Linked DNA regions of Zea mays: region 1 is linked to region 2. The links are chromatin contacts, called in public Hi-C maps. All regions are on one chromosome and are shown on one strand. The core of a region is the stretch at or near the end of the contact, and the rest is flanking DNA. Distances in the headings are between cores, read along the strand shown.

The links. Hi-C and Micro-C count contacts between places; a contact is called where the count stands out from the background.
Region 1: a Hi-C map of ear shows a contact between it and region 2, with 1.6 times the contacts expected there. The contact joins the promoter of LOC100285170 here to the promoter of LOC100285052 in region 2. A contact is called at or near these places in 2 of 25 Hi-C or Micro-C datasets (ear and tassel).

The regions. Positions count from the first base shown.
Region 1 is chr2:202,140,733-202,144,918 of Zm-B73-REFERENCE-NAM-5.0, forward strand. LOC100285170 (two-component response regulator-like PRR95) reads right to left here and starts at 1,518. Exons shown (of 8, transcript NM_001357737.1): 1 at 1,188-1,518. The coding sequence starts at 1,395.
Region 2 is chr2:201,965,129-201,968,855 of Zm-B73-REFERENCE-NAM-5.0, forward strand. It overlaps LOC100285052, which reads right to left and starts at 1,883. Exons shown (of 4, transcript NM_001157947.3): 1 at 1,247-1,883; 2 at 993-1,106; 3 at 723-864; 4 at 5-627. The coding sequence starts at 1,824. The coding sequence ends at 457.

The sequences.
Region 1 (4,186 bases), core at 268-2,767, 180 kb after region 2:
CCAAACTTACTGCCCAGAAACAAGAGCACTTCCAAAACTGGCAAGTCAAGTAGTCCACCCAAGGCCAAGCTGAGCTTCGATTGGTTCCAACAAACCAACACCGGCAACCTCCATTCCACATACGACTCAGCGCAGCGTCATACTCTTTCCCTTTGATTACCTTTTTGCCGCTCTTAACCCCTAATTAACCCTATGCAGCCTAAAATAGCTACCAACTAGTGCATGGCGCGCGCCCAGCGCGTGATATTAAAATGTGGTTACAGATCACAAAAGCTCTATATTCTAATCATAGTATGTATGTACTAATTACTTCGTATTTTACTCCAATGCAGTGAAAATCTGGTTGGAATGTTCAGTCAGTGTCCATTCCTTCATAAAATTGATGCACCTTTGCGTAACCGAAAATGATGCTTTAACTCAAGGAAGACTGGAAGAGCATCACAAAACGTTCCTTTAGCCATGCACCCTTAACTGCTCACTCCCAAAAAATTGCTAGGCCGTAGGCGTTTCGACTTTCGACCGGCGTGGAGGCCGACACCGACCCGACCAGCAGTTACCGTGGAACGTCTCTAACATCAGGTCATCGTCCTCGTGAATAAATCTGCGCCTCCTCTCACTCTCCACTCTCCAGTGCCGGTTTCGGTCTGCCAAGAGTGCCAGAGACTTGAGCGACTGCCTGAGCCCTGAGGCGAAGGTTGGCTTCCATCTCTGCAGGGACAAGGCCATGGAGCCAATGGCGATTGTGACGGTGACCGGAGGTGTGCTGGGCCCGGTCTTCGTGTTCCTGTCGCGCATCCAGCCTGTGGTCGACTTCTTCCGCCGCCTCAGCGACTGCCTCCGCCACCCTCAGCGTCGCCCTGCCAGACCGCTCAGGGCGCCATGGTATAAGCACGCCACGGCAGAGGAGTAGAACACATCGCCTTTCTTTTCCCCTCCAATGGATCTGGCAGCGCTTCCGATTCCTCCTCGGCTTTCGACTCCGCCTCCGCTTCCACCAGCGCCATACGGCGGAGCGGGCTGGGGCCGAGGCGCCGGCGGATCAAAAATAAGAAGCAAGTCGAGAGCAGACCACAGCCGGACCAGGGGGATTGTATACTAACTACCAATTGCACAGGCCTAAAATGGATACCAATTTGCAGGGGCAATGAAACGATTCGAATCGATTCGCGGGCCGAGGCAGTGCGCACCTCGGTAGCCGCACTTGCGTAGCAGCGCGGAGATGACGTGGCGCGTGGAGTCGTCGCCCTCGGCGAGTAGCACGCGCACCGGCATCCTTGGCAGCATCGGCGTCTCCTTGCTCGACCCCTCCGCCGCCGCGGCCTCTGCCTCTTCCTCCTCCCCCTCGCCGTCCTCCGAATCCACGACCTTCACCACCTCATCCGCTCCTCTCCCCATTTCGACCTCAGCACTCGTCCTCGCCGGAGTGGATTCGGACAACAGCTTGTCTGATACTCTGATCTCTCCCTCTTCTCGCACCCGGCAGTCGGCAGCAGTCGCCACTTGGAAGTTGGAAGCCGGAAGAAAAGGCAGTTTGTGAGAAGAACGACAAAGCCGAAACGCCGCGGCCTATATACGTGCACCCGACCTCTGCCACAGACAAGTGGGCCACGCACCCGCTGGCCCGGCAGACCAGTGGGCGTTGGAGCCGGTGGCAGGTGGGCAGGTGGGCTCGAGCTCCCGCGGGGCCATGAAATATCTGCGGCCATTCGACCGGTGGCCGCGCCCGCCACGTCAGTCGATCGAGCGGATTGGCCCACGTGCACGTGGTCTGCCTGGTCCCATGATGACGTGGCGGGAGCCTGGTCAGTGGTCGGGATATTTCCCCGAGGCGAGGCCTCGAGTCCGATATTTTCTAGAGCTAGGATACGTGGTAGGCCCGGAGATAAAGGACCAGATCTACGGCCGGGACAGCGACACGTGGTGGGTCGAGGAGCTCGGGCAGGGGGATCGTGTGGTCGAGCCGTAGAGGTGGGGTGCCCCCCTGTCCCCCCTCTCGCTTCGAGCGGTTGTGGTCTTGTGGACTTGTGGTGCAGAGCAGCGAACCAGCTACACTGGTGGACTGCGTTTCGTCTCGGACGGGCTAATGGATCCGTTTATTTGCGTTTTTTTCGGCTACCGGTCACTAAAAGTTGTTGTGTACTATTAAACATGCACTTTTTTAGTCATATTTCTGTAAAAACCGTCTAAAATTAACATAAACACAAAATCGGTCGAGTCGAAATCTGTCGCTTTCTATATCGTAAATACTTTGGACTACTTCATCTTATTTCGCAAGTAATCTCTACGATAATCAGATTCTCCTCGCAGTTAGATTCTCTCTGCAGTTAGATTCTTAGAAAAACTAGTCAAAAAACTGAACCAAACAACCCAATTATCTTGCGCCTGCGCTTGGAACAACTCGTTGTTGGTGTTAGTTTTGCCTTTTTGCGTTCTCTGTGCTTAGCACTATCAACGACATGGTTGTATAGTTCCTCTCACCATTGACGAAGGCGCAAGATATAAAGATCAGTTACCTGTTTCTTTTCCACGGCGGCATAGACAGTAGACATTGTTCGGTGATTTTTATAAGGGGCATATATAGAAACGTACGATTTTTTGTGTTAGCACATATAGTCCTTCATATCGTTTGTTATACTTTTGTTTGGACGACTATTGTGATTACCTCATGTCTCTCGTTGAAACTCACAAAAATAGTGAAAAAAATGAAGAAAGGGTGCAGAGTATCACTCCATGCATCGCACTTGTTTCCTCGTCAAAAAACCATCTGCGAGAAACTTCACTAAATCCAACTGAACTGTTAATCAAATGATGCACACGTTCAATGTACGAAAGTTGCAGCGATAGTTTCACGTTAATTCAAGGGAATTTTCAACACATTGTTGAGCATACAGCTATTTCAAATACAACGAAAGGAAAACTACCGGTTAAATCTAAGTTGGAATATATTTTTTTCTTCTAACAAATTAGGCTCTACATTAGTGCACAATTTCGAGTCCACCTCCCCCTCCCTCTCTCCTATTGAAAATGATGCAATCCTATATAGTTTTCTTATATGATTTCTGTGCATTCATGAAGTTTAACAACGTGTAACTTGTATATTATAAAGAATATATTTCATGATGTAACTTAAAACACAAACGCCGTGATGTCAAGCTATACTGAATTTTAGAAACTCGAGATTAAATAAAACAAATATATTTGGGTTAGAACAGAACTAAATAACAGTTGTTTAAAAAAAAACAGATGGACAGCTTTGCAAGGTGGCCACGTTAAAAAATTTAATTTAAGCGAAACAGTTTGACAACTGACGACCAAGCTTCAAAAAAGAAAAAAAAAGTACAGCCCTGCCCCTGCCGCCCTGCGGTGAATAGAACGACTGGCAAAACCAAAAAAGAATGGTGGAGATACTACGGGCCTTTTTAGTTCGTGGTTAACTGTGTCACACTTTTCTTAAGATTAGTCGTCTGAATTAAAGAACTAACCTTAGTCAGAAAAGTTAGGTAAGGTGTAGCAAATTAAGCAGCAAACCAAAAATACCCTACATCCATCGCTATGCTCCCGGAACAGTAGCATCCAGAAACAAATTCCATCCCAGCCAGTCGATCGGCCACTCGAGTCAGATGGCTCCATGAGGTCGTGGTGGCATGGTACTAGCTGTGACATTATCCACTCGGTCACGATCGCTCGGTAGGAACCAAAACAACGCAATGCATCTAGATATTATCTGTCTTGAGACTTGAGAGCTAAGTAGATATTTTTCTCTCTCTTGACCCTGATCTCCGAAGCAAAGATATTTTTTGGCTCTAGTGCGCACAATGCCCCTGTTTGTTTCAGCTTTTTGGAGCTTCTGGCCACCAAAAGCTGCTGCGGACTGCCAAACGCTCAGCTTTTCAGACAGCTTCTATAAAATTCGTTTGGGTAAAAATCATTCAAAATCAATATAGACACATAATCGGTTGAGTCGTTGCAATAGTAGGAATCCGTCACTTTCTAGATCATGAGTCCTATGGACACATTTATCTTCCTCCGCACGTAATCCTAATGATACCCAGATTCTCTACACATTCAGATTCTCCCCACAGTCAGATTCTCAGAAAAGCTGGTCAGAAAAAAGCTGAACCAAACAGGCTCAATGGCGCACCGGCTCTGCCAGGCATCACCGCATCGGGCGATCGAGGGCGAGGCG
Region 2 (3,727 bases), core at 633-3,132:
ATTAGATGAGGCTGTTATCATCATGCAGAGGAATCAAAGCGCTAGAATTAATCCATATGCCGGGAAACAAGCAGGTTTTTAGCCTGCTAACACTAACAACACCGGTACTCAAACCTCAGACGCCTCAAAGTAAACACACACATAGACTAACAGCCTAACATGACCAAATTCATATAGTAGTATACATACATAACCGGACAACCTAAGATTCAACACTAAACTTAGTAGTTCTGAGTCAAGATCGCTAGAAAGCACATTGATACGAACTGAGAGCAATCCACAGACAGATTATGCAAAGACGTCAGACGACTCCCCGTATCGTGTCTCACATTCTATCCGCTCCAGATGAGCCATCGTATCGTATCTCCCGTTCTATCTGTTCCTCCCTTAAACAGAAACAGATAGAACACGAGATATGAAACGGGGTGGCCAGGATACAGGCAGCGAGACGACGGATTAGTTCTCATCACTGGGACGCGAACGGGTAATCCGCCGACCAACGACATTCATGGCTCCCTCGGCAGGCCGTGTGCCGTCGCGCGGAGGCTCAAAGCGCACTGGCAGGTACTCGTCTGTGTCGCAATCGAAGCGCGACCCAGAAAAATGGCTGACCAAGTTGTCCTGCCCCTGCAGGAATCCAAACGGCCAAAGCATGCAGCACGTCAGTCCGATGCGCCATGGCGGCGGGAGGTCGAAGACGGAGGCAGTGAGCGGAGACTCACCTGTAAATCAGCGTAGTCGACTGCGCAGGTCTTCGCGCTGCTCTTAAAAGCCCACAGGTGTCCATGGAGGTGCGTCCAGAGCCGACGGGCCGCCTCCGGCGAGGTCATATTCACAAATGCGTAGCCTTTGTTTGCACGGCTCCTGGTCAAACGCAACGAACGAGATCAAGGTCGCGGATAGCGTTGCTAGACGAGAAGGCCCATTACTTACAACAACGCAAGGGTATAATATGGCAGGCAGATAGAGGAAATGTATCGGCCGGTAATTACCTGAAATCTACCACCAGGTAGAGGAAATCGTATTGCGACCTCACCCCGCCCGGCGCGATCTTCTCGTTTTCGATGGAGCAGTGTTGGTCAAGGATATGAATCAACCTCGCCCTCCTGCGCGCGTCGTAAAAAACGAATCAAGTAAACCGATCTTCATCGAATAATAAAACGGGATTGGTACTTGGTAGAGCAAAACCAACTAGTACAAATGCGACGACGAAGAGAAAGTAAACATGGCAGGCAGGCAGACTCACGTGAAATCGTTAGGGATGTTTCGGATCATGAAACTGGTAAGCTCGGAAGTAGGATCGAACAGACGCCGAGGCTTGGGAGCGCTGCGGGTGCGGCGGACACGGCTCGACCGTCGCCCGTGCCGTGGACGGGCAGCCACGCTCCGCTTGGCGGTGGGAGGCGGCGTTGGAGCGGCGTGGCCTGCGGTGGGCGGCGGCGCAGGGGGCGCCAGCCGGTACGGGAACGACGTCGGGAGGGACGTCGTCGGCGAGATGGGCGGGCTGGTGACCGCGAGCACGGAGCGTGGGGACGGCTGGTTCGTCGCCGCCTCGTTCGCGTTCCCGGCGGCGGCGCTCGCAACGCAGGCCAGCGGGCGCTGCACCATCCCCGTGGCGGTGGCGCAAGGGACCTGCGGGACGCTCCAGCAAGGCAGCGGCGGAGGCGGAGGTGGCGCCAGGTGCGGCCACGGTAAGAACCGTGGCGGCGGCGTGGGCATCCAGCTGATATACGTAGGAAGCCCGGAGGCTGGCGGCGGCGGGATCCATGGCGCGCCTCTCTTCGTCGGGATGTAGGCTGGGGCTGTGTGGCTGAGAGGCGCCATTGGTGTTGCTTTGGTGGTGGCGGCTTGGTTCTGGCGAGTCGGAGTCGGAGGATCGGATGGAGGAAGAAGCTAGACGGGAGTCCAAGAGGTATAAAAAGAGGGGAGGAGGCGATCAGACGTGTGCTGTCGTCTTCTTTCTACGCTTCTGCGGATGAGTCCGCAGACGAGACGGAACGCGAGCAATGGGTTTGTGTCACTCGACGCTAGGGATGGCAGAGGACGCTAGGCTAATGACGTAGACGTATAGGGACGTATGATTACGAATCCGTTCCATTAATGCACAAGATTTGCGTGTATATTCTCGAGGATGTTTCCCGGGGCAGCAGTCCGTCCAGAGCAGGAGGCTCAGGCCTCAGGGATCATCCCAGTGAGCTGTACCTGTACTCCCTCCAGTGCAGTAAAGGTAGTCGTTCAGGACATGAGGCTGAGTCCAGTGCACAGCCTCTCTCTCGCCCCTGCCACGTCAGCTCTCGCCTCCACTCTCGCCCCTGCTGCTCCAGTGCACAGGCTGCAGCAGGCTACAGCCTCAGGCTATAGCACACGTGGACCAATCAGAAGCCGCCACTCACTGTCGCCCCTCGCTCTCGCCCGCGAAGACGCCATCGCCAACGCGTCGCCCCGCTCTCGTCTGCCTATCGTCGGGCGGTAGCAGTAGCGCCCGTCGGGTCGCTCTCGCCCGCCTCCAGCCCCGCTCTCGCCTCCTGCTGGGCGCTATCGCCCTCACTATAGCCTGCATTGGCACCAGCCTGATTGTGCATACCAAGGAGTGATTAATTATCATAGAGTTTTCCCTGTTTGCCCCTATTAAATAGGGATATGGGTGCATTAACGTCACTAAAACAATTAGACTTGATTGGTTGCTGCAGCAGCTCCAAGGCATTCTAGACTAGAGGTCTCAAGTTCAAATCCTCTTAAATGCATCTTTTTTTGTGCAATTACTAGGGGCAACAACGTCCAAATCCCAGACCCACGCGCGCTATGACTTCTTTTTGTGCACGCTCGATCACGCGCAGGATGACTTCTTTTACTGCACCGGAGGGAGTACATAGCGAAGAAGCTACTACAGTACTACTATACGAGTAGTAGAACACTCGTGTCCTCCATGCAGCGCCGAATCGAGTTGATGAGCAAGGTGGAGTACAGGTGCAGTCAGTTGCCTATTTTCATACTTGTTTGGTTATTGATAATCCATGTGTATTAGAGTATTATTAAATGAGATTGAGATAGATTGACTTGCTAATTCATGTGGATTATCATCAAAACAAAAAAGTCTTTAGTGGTAATAAATCATACGTATAGACAATTACTGTTTTCGTGAGCAGTGTTTCCACGGCAGAGCTTCCCATCTACTTGTCCATGCTTTGCCAATCATTTTGTAATCTGGAGAGAACTCCTGCTGCTGCTGCTGCCTGCGCCCGGATACTACGCATCCTGTTTCGGCCGGGCTTTCGCTGTTTCCCATTTACACAAGTCTTCTGTGGATTGGGCACTTCGAATCACGCGTAAACAGTTATTTCAAAAAGATTCAAAAAAAAATCACGCGTAAACAACACTGCGGACGATTGATTGGTACCCCGTGTACAAAGTTGAGTACCAGCTCCGTACCATTATATATAGGTGTACATTTGGGCCGGATCTCATGGACCGGCCCGAAGCACGGAAAAAAAAGCACGGTCCAGGTACGGCACGGCCCGAAATAATTTAGTGTCGGGCCGGGTTTGGGCCGAGGTCACGGCCCGTTTAAGACAGACACGAAATGGCCCATATAGAGGCACGAAAAGACCCATATATTTATTAAAACCACACTTCATTCCACACTTTTATATATTTGATAAAAAACATAAAGCTAGAGATAATGCTAGTTAGATGTTTTTTTAGCTTTGAATTAGAGTGTGTGATGTAA